2 separate regions of the Sus scrofa genome follow, and region 1 is linked to region 2. A link is a contact called in public promoter capture Hi-C data. All regions are on one chromosome and are shown on one strand. The core of a region is the stretch at or near the end of the contact, and the rest is flanking DNA. Distances in the headings are between cores, read along the strand shown.

Region 1 (2,700 bases), core at 17-2,516, 540 kb before region 2:
ACACTCTTGAAAAAAAAAAAAAAATCCTGCACTAGAACAGCACACATGACAACCGTCTCTGATTTTAACAGGTAACTACTACCTACAGTTACTGTGCCAAAATGAGACTAGGGCTTATCACCTAATACCAGCACTAAGACTGGCTACTATTGTCACTTGGGTCCACACCATGTGGGAAAGCACCTACTAGAAGCCCTATATTGTTAGAACAATTGGTGATAAGCAGTGATCTCACCAGCTATTTATAAGTGACAGCTCAGGGATTCCCAAGCTCCAAGTGTGGTCCCACATGTACTTAAACACATGCATGTTAATTTGATAGAGCACCAAATGCCACTTCAACTGATTCTGTGTTCTCAAATGACTTTTTTTTTTTGTCGGTAGTATTAAAAAAATTGTCATTTTTTCCTATGTTAAAGTGAAAACGAAAAATAGTAAATCTCAACGGTTCAATCCCAAGATTACCCTAACAGCAAGATACACTGTTGTAAGACTGTAAAAACTGAGCTCAAAAAATTCCAAGGATCCGTCAGGTCTGAAAGCCTGTTGGTTTACCGCTCCTAACGAACATCATTAAAATGAAGTGAGGATGGCACAAAAATAAATGAGCAAGAAACGCAAGAACTGAGAGAAACTTAGGTAACTTTCAGATAGAGAATGATCTCTGGCGACATTTATCACAGCCTTTCCCTCTCCGTAGCTTCTTCTGCCCCACTTTCCCCAGTCGGCCCACTCTCTTGGCCCTGAACCCTGACCTTTTGTTCCCATGGGCGTCTGCAAAAGACACGGGACCCTGACAACTGGTCGTCGCCCCAATCTTCCACAACTGGTAAGCACCTAGGAATCGAGCCAGAATCCAGAGACTGGAAAATTCCACACCAGGAAAGGAAAGGCAAGGGTGAAAACTGCTTTGGCTACAGCGAGAGGGAAAATGCCACATGTGATACGATCCACTGCAGGGAAAGTATAATTTCTGTGCCTTCTTCTCAGAGATTCCTGCTCCCCAGTCTGGAGGCCGAGAAGAGGGAAAGGCAAAGGAGCTGAGGTCGTGGGGCCCCCTTTCTGGGGCCCCGGGCACCTGGGAAGGACCGAGGCAGGGCCGACCCTTTCCAGGGGTCGCTCCTTCTCACACCCGGGTTCCTGAACTCCTCCTCACGCACCTGGAGCTGGCACGGGCCCTGGTGCCGCGCATCTCAGTGCCCGGGAGCCGCGAAGGAAACGTGCGCACGTCCTCAGGCCGGCGCGGCGACGGGCTGAGTGCGCAGGCGCAGCGTCCGGGAGCCGCTCGGGGATGCGGTCCGGCTGGAAACAGCCTCCTCCGCCTCCTAGGGCCGCAGTCGCTTCTGCTTGGCCTGTGAAATTCAGGGAGAAAAGAGGTTCCAGAGGTGCGTCCCATAGTCCAGCGTCGGTTACCCCTCTCAGCACTTGAGGGAGGAAGAGAGTGGAGGGGTGAAGAAGGTTGCATTTTCCATTTAACCTTAAACCTCAGCTAGGGAAACCACCTTGCCTTGACCAGTGGGCCTCAAAGCTCTGCTGAAAATTGGTGAGCCGCTGTTTAAAGTCCACTCTTCTGTTCATTTCTAACTCAGAGGACCTGTGATAAACAGAATATCATGTATCAGTCATGTATCAGGGCCTTTCAGTGTCAACACTCTCCTGAACACAGGACAGGGGTCAGGGATCTGGGCTTTTCCGTCATGTACCTGAGCTCCACTCCCTGCTCTATCAATATCCTAAGAAAGCAGCAGACTTTCTTAGCTTCTTTTCTGAGTTGCGTTCATTTGATTTATCTTGGTTATCTTGGTTGTCTATGTTAACTAAAAAAAATATGCATAACCTAAAAGCTGAGAATTAAGTTTTAAACGGTGGACAAAACTAAGAAGTTAAGCCAGGGAGGCAGCATCAGAAGCAACCCTGAAAAAAACCTTTCCAAGGATGCGAGGGGGGAGCCAGGGCATATAGAAGTTTTGCAACAAAGGGCAGGTTGTAAGAACAAAAGATTGGTGCTAGTAACAGAAAGCCAAATATCTCAAGTTAAGAAATTTAGCGCTTTTCTTTGGGAAGATGCAAGGTCTGGGCTTGCTGAAATCATTTTTTTGATATGTGGCTCAGCTCCTTGGGGCCAGGATCCTATGTTTTCACATCCTGAGTTTCCTCAGGGCTCACTCTTAGGAGTAGTTGCATTTTGATGGCTGCTAGATGGCAGGTTCCTTTGTTTCCTTCCTGAGTTCCCTTGGGGATCACCAGCTCAGCCTTGGAGGTGGCTACCTACAGGGATGTTTGGGCAATTTTTTGTTTACTGATATAGGAGGCAATATTTTATTTCTCACCTACAAAACACAAAGCCCTGTGCTTCCTGGTTGCTTCAGTTAGCTCTAACAGATGAAATAGATGTAAAGTGCTCAGCATAATGCCCTGTGCGTATTAAGCCCACAAAGAGCTATTATCATTTATTAATTACTGTTTTATAGTAAATATAACAACCTTATGAAGTGATAAGCCCACATTTTAAAATGAGGAAAAACGAGATTGAGATGGTAAGAAGCTTAATGTCATCCAGCTGATGGAGGTGGGGTATGACCACAGGTAGTCCTGCTCTTTTAATTCTTACTACTTCCTCAGTTGTAGTTATCTCAACATTGTATGTAAACACAATTAAGGGTTAAATGTTGTAATACAGTTACAAACTAGGATGGCACG
Region 2 (2,862 bases), core at 298-2,797:
CATTCATAAGTATGTATTGTTATGTATTCCTACTTACAGCATGTCTTTCAACAATTTATAAAGATCTAACATTAAAGCAAGAATTTTCCAACACTGCTTTTAAATAATTTGCTTTTTTATTATAAAAGTAATGCATGCACATTCAGAGTATTTAGTGCAATGGATTATACCAATCTTCCTCTCTCTTTTCCGCCAACATTTCTGAGATTTTTAGTTAGGTGTCTTAGTTTAATGGTTAAACTTTTGGCAAATTGCATGTGAATGCGAATTACTCATATCCTGGATTGCCTTTTATCCTTGTTTATCTACATTAAATAAAGTCCATAATGGTCAAAGCTTAATCATTCACTTTACAGAAGAAATTTAGTTAATAAAAATAATTCTCTTGACTCTAAAGTCTAGAATCCTAACCATGGCACTGAGGTAAAATAAACGTGAATATACTATAACTGCAGAAGGAATTAGCATGTTATATCAAGAGTTCTTAACAGGAAACACTATTGTCAGCCAGTATTAATCACCTAGGGCACAGAATAAAAACTTTCATTAAATCTTCAATGGGCTTACAAAAGAAAACACATGATTCCATGCATCACTCTATACAGATCCAAATCTCATCAAACAAATATTTAAGTAGTCTAAATTCCCTTCTGCATGTTATTTTGTTTCCTTTTGCTTGGGTTTACAGATTGAGAATGGAGACACTGAAACTGACCTTTGGTTGTGATAGAACTTTCTTTAGACACCTAAATATGATGGGTTACTATAGATTTCAAATTCCTTTCGGAATATGGGGTATGTTACCACTAGGTCACTCTAAAACAATGAGTGCCCAAAGCAACTGCAACTGGATTTGGGATAAAACGGGTAGAAGTCCCTTTATTCTTGAGCACCAAGGTAAAAATACATCCCTGTCCTAAGCAGCCCAGTCACTACTGGGATGGCAGGCGAGGGAGAGGTGGTCTTTTGTGGGAGAGGGCAGGGCTGGTGACAACCTAGGGAACAAGGCAGGGACTGCAGGGAACTAGACAAGAGGATGAAGAAGGCGAGAAAAGGGAAGGGTGACTGAGTGAGTGGCCTTAAGTAGAGCCTCTCAAACTTCACAGCCCATTACGGCTTTTAAAAATCCGACTCCGGACCGGGTCAGAGGAATTAGGCCAGGCCTCTGGCAGTGAAACCCAGGCATCAGCAGTTTTAAACTGAGGCCACTGTGAACGTAAGTTTGGGGGCCAGAAGACCAGAGGCAGTGACCAGCAGAGAGGAGGAGCGCCAGCCAGGGACCCGGGAATTAGCCGGGCCGGGGAAAGCCCGAAGGCTCCGCCTCTTCCTGCGGCCGGGAGGAGACGCCGAGAGCCCGACATGAGGCTCCTCCAGGGACAGCCGGGGTACGGCGGCGGCGGCGGCGGCGGGAGTAGCAGCGGCAGCAGCTCTAGCACCTCAGCAGGAAAGGACAAGAAACTGTCAGGGAGGAGGAAGGCACCAGTTCCGTGTTACCTGATCAGAGCCGCGACCCTCATGGTCGGCGCAGTGCGCGTGCGTGCGGCAGGGCGGGGCCTCGCCCGGGTGTCCGCTCCGCCGCCTGTCAGACAATCGGCTCTGCGGCCCCTGCGGCCGCCGCCAGGACACCTGGGTGTCCAGGATGCCCCACCTTGGCGCCTTGTCCCTGTGGCAGGGACGTCCTGGCCTAGAAAAGAAGACTGTTTAGGCGCGGTCTAACCACCTAACTGAGGGCACTGAAGCTGCCCGGGATGGGTAGGGCCCGCGTCGCAGAGCCCAGGTTGGGGATCAGGGTTTGTTTGGTAGGAGAAAGTTCCAAGTCGCTCACACTGCCAGTTGAAGCTCTTGTGGACTTGCAGAGGGAGAGGAAGTTTGTCCTTACTTTCTCAGCCTCCCACAGCACAGGACCTGCATCCTTTAGGTTTTTAGTTTTTGTCTCCTGAGTTCCCGCAGAACTACTTCTGGGGCTTCTCTCAGGATCGTTGGGCTCCCTGTGGTTTGAGTTCTTTGGTGATAAAGATGCTCAGAAGCGGATTGAAGCTCATCACCAAAGGGCAGTGGCCTTACAGAAAGAAAATCCAACTTCTAAATTGATTCACCAGGTATCCATTGAGTGTCTTTCCTGTACCCGGCAGTGTTTTAGGCTCCTGGGATACGTCTGTGAATAAAACTGGCGCTCCCATGGTGGCTCAGCCGTAAGGAGCCGGAATAGTATCCATGAGGACTTGGGTTCTATCCCTGGCCTCTCTCAGTAGGTTAAGGGCCCAGCGTTCCTGTGGCATAATGCCAACAGCTGCAGCTTGGATTAGACCGCTAACCTGGGAACTTCCTTATGTCATACCTGTGACCCTAAAAGAAAAAAAAAAAGTAAGAATTACTTCCCTCAAGGAGTTTATATTGGAGTGGGGAGAGCAGACAATGTACAGCTTAAAAAAACAAACAAAAAAAAAACAAATGCATGGTACTTTTTTTTTTTTTTAAAGTGCTGTAAGAAAAATAGAGCTTGAGAGGAATCAGGAAGGAGGCGGAAGGAGAAGTTGCCAACTTGAAAGAGGAGAGGCAGCTGCGTTGGTGTTCTCTAGGCAGAATAAAAACTAGAACCAAGGCCTTTGGTGCAGTATGTGTTTGTGGAGGAAAAAAGTCTGTGGTGGGTGTGGCTGAAGCAGAGCAGACAAGGCCCAGAGTGACTGAAAAAAAATGCACAACGTTAAAGTTGTGAGTTAAGATTTATTGGGAGCAAAATGAGGACTAAGCCTGGGAGATAACATTTCAGATGGCTCTGAGAATGTCTCTAAAGTGGTAGGGTGGAATGTTAGTATATATGTGATTTTGGTGAAGGGAGGAGGGGAGGGGGTACATGTAACC

The links. Promoter capture Hi-C pulls out the DNA fragments that hold promoters and counts their contacts.
Region 1: a promoter capture Hi-C map of liver shows a contact between it and region 2, with 6 times the contacts expected there. The contact joins the promoter of ZNF770 here to the promoter of DPH6 in region 2. A contact is called at or near these places in 1 of 5 promoter capture datasets (liver) and 1 of 2 datasets of contacts at active chromatin or transcription factors (alveolar macrophages).

What each region holds. Positions count from the first base shown.
Region 1 is chr1:136,119,671-136,122,370 of Sscrofa11.1, reverse strand. It overlaps ZNF770 (zinc finger protein 770), which reads right to left and starts at 1,266. Exons shown (of 2, transcript XM_013993206.2): 1 at 1,161-1,266.
Region 2 is chr1:135,576,621-135,579,482 of Sscrofa11.1, reverse strand. DPH6 (diphthine--ammonia ligase) reads right to left here and starts at 1,547. Exons shown (of 15, transcript XM_021098211.1): 1 at 1,495-1,547. The coding sequence starts at 1,517. It overlaps LOC106506797 (a long non-coding RNA gene), which reads left to right. Exons shown (of 4, transcript XR_002345585.1): 1 at 1-1,385.